Linked DNA regions of Mus musculus: region 1 is linked to region 2. The links are chromatin contacts, called in public HiChIP or PLAC-seq maps. All regions are on one chromosome and are shown on one strand. The core of a region is the stretch at or near the end of the contact, and the rest is flanking DNA. Distances in the headings are between cores, read along the strand shown.

Region 1 (6,931 bases), core at 1,032-3,531, 470 kb after region 2:
TGTAATCTTGGGGGAAAGAAATCCTATACTAAGCCAAGATTACATGTTAAGAAGAGGCTTTGTTACAATGTTTATTGATGCTTCCATCAAGAGTGACTTCCAGAGGCCCTCCCGCGAAAGGCTTGGTCCTCAGTTAGGTGTTACAAATACTAAAACCTTTAAAGAGGTGAAGCCCAGTGGAGTGACTCAAGTCACTCATTAGATGTGTACCCATCCCAGAAGTGGCTACTCTCACCCTCTCTGAAGATGGTCTTCACTTCCTGCACACAACGGTCTCCACAGCCCATGTTCCCAGTGTTGAACTACACAGCAGAGCCAAGCAGCACAGGCAGAAAACTGTAATTTATGGGTTAGGATGAACCCTTTCTCTTTAAGTTTCTCATCTCAGGGGCTGGTACAGTAATGCTGAGTGCAGCATCTGGAAATCAAATGCACTCTTCTGTTGTTTTGAAGAGCTATATATGTGGCTATACTTGAGAGTAAGAAATTCTTAAAAAGACAATGGCTATGAAACAACCTAAATACTACTAAGCTTGTTAAGTTACTTTTCTTTGACTGCTTTTTGTTTGTTTTGGTTTTTCAAGGCAGGGCTTTTCTGAGTCCTTGAACTCAAAAGATCTGCCTGCCTCTGCATCACCACTGATGGATTAAAGGTGTATATCACCATGCCTGGCTTAAATGAGCTATTTTAGTAAGAAATATAAAAAGTAACAGTAACACATTAAAAAAAACAATTATTGAGTGTACATGCTGTTGTTTTAGATAAAACATAAGCTTTTATAGAAGGTCATTTTAAGAACAAATAAAAACCCATGTATGATAAAACATATGTCTGAATAAAAATAAAAATTCTTGGTTCTTTCCAGTCAAGCACTTATTTGCTGGAAGCAAAACCCCTTGTGCAGCAATGGGCCTGTAGTGAGGAAGGCTGGAAGTAAGCAGCGGGTGGAGTCAGGTTAGGCCTCTGGTTTCTTGCCCATGAGTCAGAACAGGAATGGCCCATGAGCATTCGTGGCTGTGGGAAGCAAGGAAGGAAACACATATGAAGGTGCTCTGACAATGAGCGTGTGCTTCCTAAACGCAGCACAGTCCAGCAATGGCAAGAGAGGGGACAGAAGAAGTCCATGTTCTGAGGTGAAGGTCACAGAAAGGCGCTCTCTGGTGAGCTCTACTGCGGACAAACGAAGGCCCAGTCAAGGAGGGCTGCCTAGCAGTGCTGAGGACTCAGAGCATCTGCAGACCTGAAGATGTGTTCACTAGTGCCTACTGGTTTGGTACTGAGGAGCCAACAAGTCGTTTCCAAAAGGAGCGGAACTCAAGTGGACTTCACTGCAGTTGCTCACTCAGGCCGCACACATCTGCTTCAGCCATGTGAACCCACACCAACGCTGGCAACAATTGCAAAGACCACATACACAAGCCTCATCTTTGCAGGCACCCAATGCAGCCACAGAGCCCTCTGTTACAGCTGGCTGCACGATCTCTGATGGGAGGAAACTGGAAGCTGGGTCTCAGATGCTTCTATTACTAAAACTGAGACCTGAGTGGCTGTCTACTGGGGAGGACAAGCACACAGGCTCAAAGGACCTTGGGCTGCACGCAAAGAGTTAAGGGCTGCACACAAGATAAGATCTGGTGTATTCATCTGAACCTGAGGCTATCTTACAGTAGCTTACAGAGGCATTTGTAGGTCATAAAAAGAAGTAAAGAGATAACAAGGAAGATTTGAAATAAAATTATAAGCCACCAAGAAAGATGTTATTGCAAATTGAGAATGCACACAGTATTGCCTCTGTAAGTGTTTATGGAAATAACCTCATTAGGCATTAATAAGTTCCAAGCACTGAAAGCACTTTTGCCAGTGTCTATCGAGAAGCAAAATGATCTTTAAATCCATTTCTACTGCTTCTCTATGTCACTTGAATCTACACTTAATTCAACAATGAGGACGGACGCTTCCAGCAGTTTCAGGTCGTTGTAGTATGGCGGGGGAGAGGGATCTGCTTACTTACTAAGTGTCACACTTAGTGCGGTAAAGGGGACGACTCCTTAGCTCTGGTGTATCGCCACAAAACAAGTATACATGGTCAAATTTGAAAACTTCTAAGCTCACCATTACAAAACACTTCTCAAACAAAAATCAAACCCAGCATACCCTCCACCCTACCTTCCCCCAGACTGCAACAATCTTGAAGGCAACACAGCATGTCTTGCTCAGGGCACTAATTCTGGTATTTTGACTGTAAAGGTCAAAATGTTTTCTTAACTATGAACCCTTACCAAGACTTTCACTTCCTTCTGGCATTCTATAATTAGAATTTTAAATGTTGGGATCACATGAATGATACATATTAATAACTGCACAGAAAAGCTAAACATAGCCACCAATAAAAAGTCCTTTAGGTTAAGTAATTCTGACATCACAAACACCGCTTAAATGTTTGTGAGACTTGGTCTCTCCTGGGCAGCCCAGCTTGCTGGGTCTGCAGCAATGGTTACCTTTCCTGGGATGAAGCAACAGAGGTTGGAATCCACATACTTCATGAAGGTCATATTCAACAGTGACAACCTCGTTTCCACAGCGGCAAGGATGTCTGCATGACGAGCTAAAGAATGGTTTCTTCTTTCTGACTCTCTCCTAAAATAACAATAAAAGTCACTGGCAACCATGAAAGCAGTAGTAAAGGGTAAACTGTTAGCTAATCTGAGCAGCATAAACAGATGAACTTCAACATGCTAATTGAGACATTTGGAACTAGGTCAGAATTGTAATGCTCAGGTTTCTTTAACAAGAACCATTGCCAACAAGACATCTGTAGAAAAGAAAATCACTTTGAAGACACAGATAAAGCTGGCAGTGTAGCTCAGTGGTAGATCACTTGCCCAGGGTCTGTGAGGCCCTAGGTTTGAACCCCCCCACACACACACACACAGACACACACACACAGACACACACACACAGACACACACACACACAGACACACACACACACAGACACACACACACAGACACACACACACACAGACACACACACACACAGACACACACACACAGGAACATTAGATTTCTTTTGTTGGCTATGCTAGGTCCAGTAAGTCAGTATGTTTATTTAGGAGGCCGCTGTGCATACACTGTAGCAACGTCACACCCTATTTAGTATGCAGTTACGCAGAGCAGACTGTATTTAGAGGGGCACAACCATCACCATTCTCTAAACTCAGCACACCTTCATCACCATGAAAAGGAAGCCTGGACTCATCAGGTGCCCATCTGGCAACTCCTGTGTCCTTCTGTGTATTCTATAGTGCCTTTACTTTGAACACTGGAGTAAACAGGACCGTGCCGGGCAGCCCTTTGTGCCTGGCTTTCATACTTGCTACAGCTCACAGTTCACTCTGCTCTAGCATTGACCTGTCACTGCTGAATAGCATCCCCTTATACACAGGCGTCATCCCTTTACACATCTGGGTCCTTCCTACATTTGATTATGAATAAAGATCCAAGAACATCTGTGCAGTGTGTGTTTTGGCTCTGCTGGAGACCATGTCAGGTGGACATGCTAGTCAAGTGTTCCACTGAGGGATAAATAGTTCTTGCTTTCAAGTGTTTGTATGCATACACATTTTAATTTCTCTTGAAAACATACTTAGGGCAAATTGCTTTAACGTAATGTCTGTTTAACTTTTAATTTGGCTATCTTTATTTGTTCATCTTGTCTTTTACAAAAGCATTTAATTTTATGGGTATGAATGTTTTATATGCACGTATTTATGTGCACCATGCGGGTGCCTGATACCCACAGAGGTCAGAAGAAGTGCTGGATCCCCTGGAACTAGAGTTACAGAAGGTTGTGAGCTACATGTGGCTGCTAGGTTCTAGCAGGGCAACAAGTGCTCTAAGCTGCTGAGTCACCTTTCCAGGTTCCATTCTTCTTTCTGAGACATGTCTCAGCACACAGCTCAAGCTAGCTTCAAACTTGCTTTGTAGCGGAGCCAGGCTTCAAGCTTGATTCTCCTGTCTCAGTTTCTTGAGTATTGAAATTAGAGGTGTGTACCATGGTACCGAGCCGCCCAAGCCACGCTTGTGACATTATGTTCTCTAAGGGTTCAGAACATGTACAGTCAGCTACAGTCCCTTTTCTCTACAGTTTGGTACTGGCCAGCTTTATATGCACACAGTTTTGCTCAAGCTCCATTTTTATTTTTTTAAATTTACTCTGTGTGTGTATACATATGAAGATCATAGGACAACCTGTGGGAATCAGTTAGTTCTCTTTGTATCATGTGATTCTTAGGGAGAGAATTCAGGTCATCAGTGCCCTTATCTATAAGCAATTATCATTATTATTATTACTACTACTACTACTATTACTATTATTTTTAGACAGGGTCTCTTTGTGTATCTTGGCTGTCCTAGAGTTTACCACGTGGCAGGTTGGCTCTGAACTCATGAGAGCTTCTCCTGCTTCTGTCTCCAAAATGCTGAGTATCACCATGCCTGGCCAATCTTTAAAAACCATCATTGTATCCCCAACTGAACTGTCTTGTCACCCTTACTGAAAACCAAATAAGTATACAAGGGTTTATTTCCAGACTCTCTATTTTACCCCACTGACCTATCATTAGATCTCGTACCCTACTGCTTTGACCACCACAACTTAGTACTATGTTTTAAAATCCAGAAGTATTTGTCTTCCAACACTACTACTCAAAATTGTGTTAGTTATTTTGGGTCTCTTATATTTCCACAATACCTTTAAGATTAGCTGTCCAAATTCTAAAATATATGTATATACAGAGGTGAGACTTGCTCAGTACTGTATAGTATTACAGACAGACCTGAGGAACACTGTTACATTAACAATATAAAATCTTCCAGTCCACAAACATACACACCTATTTTCTTTCATTTTTGTTTGAAACCCTTTCTTTTCTTTTTTTAAAATAATTTATTTATGTTTATTTTATGTGCATTGGTATGCTGCCTGCATATGTCTGTGAGGGCATCAGATCCCCCAGAACTAGAATTGAGACAGTTGTGGGCTGCCATGACTGTGTTAGAAATTGAGCCTAGATCCTTTGGAAGAGCAGTCAATGTTCTTAATTGCTAAGCCATCTCTCTAGTCCCCCGCACCACACCTCCTTTCTTTCTATTTTAGAGACAGGGTTTCTTGCAGCCCAGACTGGCCTCAAATTTGCTTACTTAAGGCTGGCCTTGAATTCCTGAGCCTTTTGCTTCCACCAAATGATAAGACCAAGTGCAAAGGTTATAGATGTGTACCTTTTTCTTTTTCTTTTTTTTCCCCAAGACAGTGTCTATGTACAGAATCCTGACTATCCTGGAACTCACTATGTAGACCAGGCTGGCCTCTAACTCAGAGATTCAACTGCCTCTACCTCCCAAGTGCTGGGATTAAAGGTGTGCATACACCCCGACCCCCGGCCTATGACTCTTGTTTCTCTTGTAAGGATTTATGTCTATGGATGTTCTGCTTGCATGTGCGTCTGCGTGGAATTCCTTAGAGACAATGAGGAGTTGCTTTTGAATGTTAGAAATCCAGCTGAGGCTGGACAAGTTAAGAACAAGTGTCCTTAACTGCTGAGCCATCTCTCCAGCCCTCTTTTTTAAAAACTTGAGACAGGGTTTCTCTGTGTAGCCTTGGCTGTCCTGGAACTTGCTCTGTAGACCAGGCTGGCCTCAAACTCAAGAATTCGTCTGGCTCAGCCTCCCCATTATGTGGGTCACCACTGCCCGGGGAAGATTATTCATTTCTAGTGTACTTCTAGCTGACCTTTGTGCATTATAACCTCTAACAATATATTATCAGTGTACCTGTATCCAAGAACACATCATGCTGGCACTGAGGGACACTTAGGTCCTCTCAGTTTTTGCTTCTTGCCCTGGCTACAACAACCAATAAAATGTTGAACAAAATGGCAATAAGAACAGATGACAAGAGATAGCATTTATTGTGACGGGATGTTCTTTGCTATAAAGAGTTGAAACGTATATATGAAAAATCTGTGGGGAAAAAAACAACAGAACAAAACCCAAAGCACCAAACAAGCTGCACCCCCCCTCCCAAGTGTGACTCAAGGCTGATGCCACCTGGAACATACCTCGGTAGCTGTGCTTTAACTTGCTTCTGACACAGGTTATGGAACCTCTCCACTTTCAGAAACCCCTGATTCAACATTCTCTGACAGACCAGGTCCATTCTCTTACAAACCTGTAAGCAGAGGGGAGACAGAATTGAAAGATAAAGAAAACCAATAACCGAATCATCAGTGATGAACTTGGGTGGGAAGGTTTCTGAGCTGGTACCTGTTCCCAGAACACTGTCTAAGCTGAGTCCCTGCCAGTGCCATCAGTGGCATACAATTACTGTGGAGTCTCACTAAGAACTGACTAATGTTTGGGCCAAGCAGTACCACCGACTTAAGTGTATAGTGAATACCCTGTCTGAGGATGGAAGAGCAGTAAAATGATGCACCTGAAAGTTTTAAGTTTAAAACATTCCTTTTTATCAAAAGCCAACCAACCAACCTCAGGACAATTCAAACTTTTATTTCAAAAATCTAAGCAGAATGAAAATTTTCATTTCTTCCAGTGATTTGGCTCATGATGTCCAAGGCTTTCATTAAAGACTATCCTAAACTTTATAGTAGAGGGTTTTTAATGGTTATCTTTTCTTCTGCTAAACTAATTTCCTGTTCCAGACGCAGCCCTCTGAAATCTTTGACTACTCCACTTCACTCTCTCTTGACTCTCTGCCATCAAAGATGAGAACTGAGTCCTTTTTGCTTCTATTTCACACAAAAATATACTTTTTCTTCCTCACATTTCACAAAAATACGCAGTGTTCACTATTAAAGACAATGCCTACCACGGCCATGCAATTAGCAGAGGCTGCCTAGCTTGTGCTTCTTTG
Region 2 (6,738 bases), core at 2,509-5,008:
CCCCCTAGCTCCCTGCCCTCATAAGAAGGCCAGCCCACTCCTCTCCTAGATTTTGATAATTTTCACTTACCCCATATTTCCAAACCCCTATTTACCCCTTCCTACTCCCCCAGTCTCTCTTTTGTGTGTAGCATCCGTTCGTTCGTTTGTTTGGTGAGGTGGGGACTCACTTTCTCTCTAACCCAGGTTACTTCTGCACTCATCACCCTCTGTCCTTAGCCTCCTGAGTGTTGGGATCGAGGCACTGGATAGAAAAACATTTTGCTTCTGGTAGAACACACACACACACACACACACACACACACACACACACGCACTCTCGGAAGGACAGAGAAAATGTTGAATCCATGGGAAGGGAGAGCCCCTCACTTGCTGAGAATCAAGAATCACCCACAAGTGACTTTTGCTTAAATCCTTTCTCCTTTCCCAGCTAAAACCCTGCAATTTTCTAGGAATCTTATCAGAAACTCCCTTTATATGAGTGAACAACACATCCTAACTCCTCTGGGCAGCCTCTGTGGCTCCTGGTTTTATCTTATCAGATTGAAATTCCATTCACAGAACCTCCAGAGCCACCCTATAATCAAAACAAAAATCTTATCAACCCTTGGCGATGTACCTGAAGAGACACTAAAATGTAGAAACGACCGAGACATCTAAGTGTGATCCTCCCTGGAGAGATTTATTTTATCTATAGATGAGTGTGCTGCCTGAATGCCTCTATGTGCATCAGAAGGGCTCAGATCCCTGGAACAGTGGGTTTCAAGCCATCATGTCAGTTCAGGGAACTGAATTTGGGTCTTCCTTTTTGTTGTTGTTGTTGTTGTTTTTGAAACAGGGTTTCTCTATGTCCTGGAACTCACTTTGTAGACCAGGCTGGCCTCGAACTCAGAAATCCGCCTGCCTCTGCCTCCCAAGTGCTGGGATTAAAGGCGTGCGCCACCACCGCCCGGAAAATTTGGGTCTTCTAGAAGACCAGGAGCTTGTAACCATCTCTCCAGCCTTCAACTATATTTTAAATTGTGTTAGCCAGGGGACTAGAGAGATGGCTTAGTGATTGAGAGCACTGGCTGCTCTTCCATGTTCAATTCGCACCACCTACAGAGTAGCTCACAACAACTGTAAGTCAAATTCCAGTGCATCTGACTCCTTCACACTAATACACATCCTGGCTTTCTTGGAATTCTCTATGTAGACTAGGCTGGCCTTGAACTCACAGAGATCCACCGGCCTCTGCTTCCCAAATGCTGGGATTAAAGTTGAATAGTGTAATTTTTTAAAGATTTATTTATTTAATTTATGTATATGAGTACACTGTAGCTGTAGAGATGGTTGTGAGCCTTCGTGTGGTTGTTGGGTATTGAATTTAAGACCTCTGATCACTCCATTCAGCCTTGCTCGCTTAGTCCCAAGATTGATTTATTATTATAAATAACTACAACCTTGCTGTCTTCAGACACACCAGAAGAGGGCGTCAGACCTCATTACAGGTGGTTGTGATTTGAACTGGGATTTGAATTCAGGAGCTCTGGAAGAGCAGTCAGTGCTTTTACCTGCTGAGCCATCTCACCAGCCCAATAATTTTCTAAAAGTAAACAGATAATGATAGATTCTTCAAAAGGATACCCCCAGCGAGCTACTTCCTCCAACCAGGCTCTGCCTGTTAATAGCCCAGAAAGTTCTAGGCTCATTAAGGCTGCGTTCTCCTCACATATAGAGGAATGGGTCAGTAGCAGTGCTGATCTTATTCCCTCCTAATAGCACTACCAACTGGGAGCCAAAGCTGTAACACATGGGATTCCCCTGGGGAAAGACTCCATTGCCAAACCAGAGCAAAGAGTAGCAATGACTGGAAGTAATTTCCTCTCCATTCCTGGACGCTATGACTGCAGAGCCGGAGGGACCATGATTGATGAAGCTGCAGGATGAAAAGAAGGTGCACTCAGGAGGCAGGGACACTTGAACCCTCTGCTTCCATTGGGCACCTCAAGCAAGATACTTCAAATGTATTTCAGAGTATTTCCTTATCAATTAATAGTTCTCACTAAAAGATCTTTAATGCACTCATTTTGTAAACACAAATGGAATAGTGAAAAAAACTTCGAAAACACATTTCAAAAAAAAAAAAGTTAAAACAAACATCAGGCCGGGCTATGGTGGTTGTGCGTTTTTAAATCGGGTGTAGGCTAGTGAGGGGGAAATAAGCGTGTGCTTGTGTGCACGCATGATTAAACACACACTTGAAGGCGTACGCATGGGAAAGCGAGAGGTTGTTGTCAGGTGTCTTTGCTCTTTGTTTCTTTGAGGCAGGGTCTCTCATGGCCTTCATCCTTTCCACCATGCTGATTAGTCAGGAAGCCCAGAGACCCTCCTGTCTCTGCCTCCCCAGTTCTGGGGTTACAGGTTTGCACCACGGGACCTGGCTTTTTTGTTTGGTTGGTTGGTTGGTTGGTTGGTTTTGTTTTTTTCCGAGACAGGGTTTCTCTGTGTAGCCCTGGCTGTCCTGGGACTCACTCTGTAGACCAGGCAGGCTGGCCTGGAACTCAGAAATCTGCCTGCCTCTGCCTCCCAAGTGCTGGGATTAAAGGCATGTGCCACCACGCCTGGCCCAAGACCTGGCTTTTTCACATGGCACTAGGGATCAGAACTTGGGGTCCTCGCATCTATGAAGCAAGCAGTTTGGAGACTGAGCATCCCCCAGGCCTACACAAGTGCACTGCTTTTCAGGAAATTTTAGACTGTTAAGGTTTTTTTTTGGTTGGGTTTTTTTTTTTTTTCCCCTTTCTTTTTGAGAAATCTCAGGCTTTTCAGTAAGGATCCACATGGCTGCAGTACAAGCAGACGACTGGAAATGTTGGCGCCAGCTGGCTGGGGTTCCTCAGCCTCTCAGGGACAGGAGGCTGTGTTCCAGGTCCCTGGCAAATACTTCTGTCTGGTGTAATGACTCTGCCCTGGTAATGGTCCCAGCTCCTTTGGATGGACTGCTATGAGCTGTTTAACATGCCCAAGTTAGAAAAATATCTTTCCTATTTGGTGTTTGGAACATCTTAGAATCTAAAATTACTCTCCTAAAAGTGTCTGTAGTGCTTGAGCTGTGTACGGCTGTAAAGGGACACAGCTGACAGGAAGGTTTTTTAATCACTTTAGCGAGCTCTTTGTCCCAACCATGGCCACCATGGCTCCCCACCCCTGCTTTTAGGTACGCGAGGTAGGTCATAGAAGTTGTACCTGTGCAATTAGCCACTATCCATAGATAGGTCACTATCCTCCGACCAAAATCCGAGGCTATGATATGGATGACTGTGGACAGCAGACTCAGATCTCGAGGGGTGAGAGACGAGCATGGTGTAGCCATGAGACTTACAACACCTATGGGTCACATCACCACCCTCGCCCATGTTGAAATAAATGTGCTTTATCAGGCTCCAGGCTTCAAGCTCAGGAGGTGTCTTATGACGCATTGCACTGCCTGTAGCTAAGACTTAAGCCATTTTAAAAGGCTCAATGTCCGATGTTAGAAGTTCTGTCAAAGTGTCATTGGTTGACACCCCAGGGACCCCTTCAGGCTATGCCTCAACCAGCTACCATTGCAGGGTGGTTGCTTAGATTGCTTCAAAGAAAGAGCAATGTACAGTCTACAGTCTGAGAAGATGGAGAGAGAACCTTTTCCAATAGCTGGAAGCCAGCGGACATGCCTGGTAAGCGGAAGTCTATATAGCCGGCTGGCTGCAGAAGTCAGGCCTGCTAGACTGCTGGCTGGAAGCAGGTGAAACCGAAAGTCCAAAGGACTGGGCTCTTCCGTTCATTGTGTACCCGAGAAAGAGCTCAGAGAGAAGAAACTTTTCCCCCCTGTTTCAAGTTCCCGAATAGGAAGGAAGAGGGAAACAACAAGCTTGATCACGGTCGGTCCTGGTCGGTGGAGCAGGACCAGGAGACCCCATCCTTAAACGGAGGGGGCGGGGTCCAGATCCAACACGATGCAGATACCACACAGCTGAGACCTAGTGACCAGAGCAAGGACATCTGTGTAAGGAGGACTTGGATTGTCATATCCTTGTGATATCTATGTTAGGCTCCCACTTCAAGCTGACTGCAGGCAGGCAGTAGTTCCTCCGGTCCTGTATCTTTCCAATAAAAAGATCCACAGCGTAAATCCTAGACCAGGGAGGGCTTCATAATGGGGATGGGGGAGCGGGAGAGAGAGGGGGAGAGAGAGGGAGAGGGGAGGAGGGGGGGAAGGGAAGAGGGGAGAGGGGGGGACAGAGACAGATTACCCTGAGGGTGAATGATGCTGTGGAGACAAGTCAGCACGTTAGGTATGTCCATGTGATGCTGTCTCTGCAGCTGCCTCTTGCCTTCCCTGAGGCAGAGTAACCGAGCAGCTGAGCACCGGATACACCTGTGGAGCCAGCCACGCCCAGTTTCCCCAAGAGGGTGCAGAGATGGGAGGCCCTTCGTTCCTTGGCAGGACAGTTGAAAGCAATGAGGTGTGGATTTAGCTCCTGCCCCTCTCCTGGCCCCCGAGTGGGGCTGGAGGCCACCCGAGGGTCCCATCTGACAGACAGATGGGTGCTACTGTCACGCCCAGCTTCCTTAAATCACTTCTTGAAAAGGCCGACGACCCAGGACAGGTTCTAGCTGCAAGGAAAGCCAGTCAACCAAAGAAGGGAGGCCAGCAACCCGGAAAAGCTCCTCCGGACTGAGAGACCAGAATACTTGACTGGAGAAAGACTTAACATTCCAGCCGGGCCAGGTCACTCACACAATCACAGCACTAAGGGACCACCCTTGGGAAGGTGAGCTCACCTTACGGCGTGCAAAAGAGCTAGGCAGAAGTGTTTCCTTTGAGGAAATAATGAGGGGCTGTATATTTTTTTTCTTCCCAGAATTACACACACCACGCGCGCGTGCGCGCACCCCCCCCCCCCATGAGCTTGCCAAGCAGTTCAACTGGGTCTTCATTCTGCCTGTCTCTGTCTGTCTGTCTGCCTGCCTGCCTGCCTGTCTCTTTCTGCCTGGCCCCCCACTTTGGATACCGGCCATATTCTAAATAGGCTTCTATGGGTCCATTGGAATCCTCCCCCACCCCCTCTCTCTTCCTTTCTTCCTTTTTTCTCTTTCTCTCTCTCTTCCTTCCTTCCTTCTTTCCTTCCTTCCTTCCTTCCTTCCTTCCTTCCTTCCTTCCTTCCTTCCTTTCTCTTTCTTTCTTTCTTTCTTTCTTTCTTTCTTTCTTTCTTTCTTTCTTTCTTTCTTTCTCCCTTTCTCTCTTTCTCTCTTTCTCTCTTTCTTTTAAATGTTAATAATCTGTCCTCAAGAATCCACTTGAGGGCTGGAGAGATGGTCCAGCGGTTAAGAGCACTGACTGCTCCTCCAGAGTTCAATTCCCAGCAACCACATGGTAGCTCACAACCATCTGTAATGGAACCTGATGCCCTCTTCTGGTGTGTCTGAAGAGAGCAACAGTGTACTCACATAGAATAAATAAATCTTTAAAAAAAAAAAAAAAAAACTCACATAAAATAAATAAATAAATAAATAAATCTTTAAAAAAAAAAAAAAAAAAAAAAAAGGCCGGGTGTGGTGGCGCACGCCTTTAATCCCAGCACTCGGGAGGCAGAGGCAGGCGGATTTCTGAGTTCGAGGCCAGCCTGGTCTACAAAGTGAGTTCCAGGACAGCCAAGGCTATACAGAGAAACCCTGTCCAAAAAAAAAAGAATCCACTTGAGTTCATTCTTAAATTCTTTTATTAATGGGACTAGGAGACCTAAGAAGGAAACCCCAGTTCCCCTGCACCACTATGGAGGTTTTTCTTCAAGGACTCAGGAGTGGGCAGGGGGCAGACGGTGATGAGCAGGAATAATGTGGGGAAGTCAGAACAGCTCCACATTGTTGGGTGACTTGAAGCTGGAGCCTGCCCAGCTTGTAGGAGGCTCCAGTGGCCTGAAGGGGATACTGTTTTAACTATGCTCTACCTTACCATCCGTAGCCTTAAAATAGAAAAGATTGTCCTATATTTCAGTTTCAGACAACCATTTCTAACTTTTTAAAAACTTATTTTATATGTGTATGGGTGGTTTGCCTGCATGTATATGTGCCTGATACAGAAAGACTCCAGACCCCCTAGAACTAGACTCACTGATGGCTGTGAGCTGCCATGTGCATGCTGGGAATTGAACCCAGGTCCTCTGGGGAAGCAGCCAGTGCTCTTAACTGCTGAGCCATCTTCCAACCCCTCAGGCAAGCATTTCTTAAATGATTAAGATACCCAAAAGCAGAAGTCTGACCCCAAGGTAAAGGTGGTAAAGAAGACAGACAGACAGGCTGGTGAGATGGCTCAGTGGGTAAGAGCACCCGACTGCTCTTCCGAAGGTCCAGAGTTCAAATCCCAGCAACCACATGGTGGCTCACAACCATCCCTAATGAAATCTGATGCCCTCTTCTGGAGTGTCTGAAGACAGCTACAGTGTACTTACATATAATCAATAAATAAATCTTTTAAAAAAAAGTTAAAAAAAAAAAAAAAAGAAGACAGACAGACAGACTCTGCAGGAAGGCAGAGATCCAGACTTCTCTCCTTGCTTCATTCCTTCAATGAATGTCTGCCCACATGGCTTGAGACACACTACTGTCATCAAAAGTGACAGGGGCAAACGGTGATGAGCAGGAATGATGTGGGGAAATGGGAAGTCAGAACAGCTCCACATTGTTGGGTGAACAGCTATGCAGCTCGCCACTGGA

Evidence for each region. HiChIP or PLAC-seq counts read pairs in DNA pulled down with a chosen protein or histone mark.
Region 1: a contact with region 2 is called in an H3K4me3 HiChIP or PLAC-seq map of bone marrow-derived macrophages, with 4 times the contacts expected there. The contact joins two enhancer-like sites. A contact is called at or near these places in 6 of 39 promoter capture datasets (3T3-L1-derived adipocytes, the C10 cell line, hippocampal neurons and 2 more), 1 of 15 datasets of contacts at CTCF or cohesin (the NIH/3T3 cell line), 13 of 115 datasets of contacts at active chromatin or transcription factors (the 230-238 cell line, the SCID.adh cell line, bone marrow-derived macrophages and 6 more) and 3 of 9 other capture datasets (adipose tissue, embryonic stem cells and liver).

Annotation. Positions count from the first base shown.
Region 1 is chr1:182,323,755-182,330,685 of GRCm38.p6, forward strand. It overlaps Fbxo28 (F-box protein 28), which reads right to left. Exons shown (of 5, transcript NM_175127.2): 2 at 6,120-6,229; 3 at 2,500-2,638. Among named protein-coding and RNA genes, the nearest start is that of Fbxo28, 14 kb to the right of the region's middle. Within about 2 kb of position 2,282, at least 17 of the 459 cell types and tissues checked have an H3K27ac peak or open chromatin away from gene starts, as enhancers often do. A contact at or near this core is called in bone marrow-derived macrophages, where this site is marked.
Region 2 is chr1:181,848,818-181,855,555 of GRCm38.p6, forward strand. No RefSeq gene overlaps it. Among named protein-coding and RNA genes, the nearest start is that of Lbr, 9.8 kb to the left of the region's middle. Within about 2 kb of position 3,759, at least 174 of the 459 cell types and tissues checked have an H3K27ac peak or open chromatin away from gene starts, as enhancers often do. A contact at or near this core is called in bone marrow-derived macrophages, where this site is marked.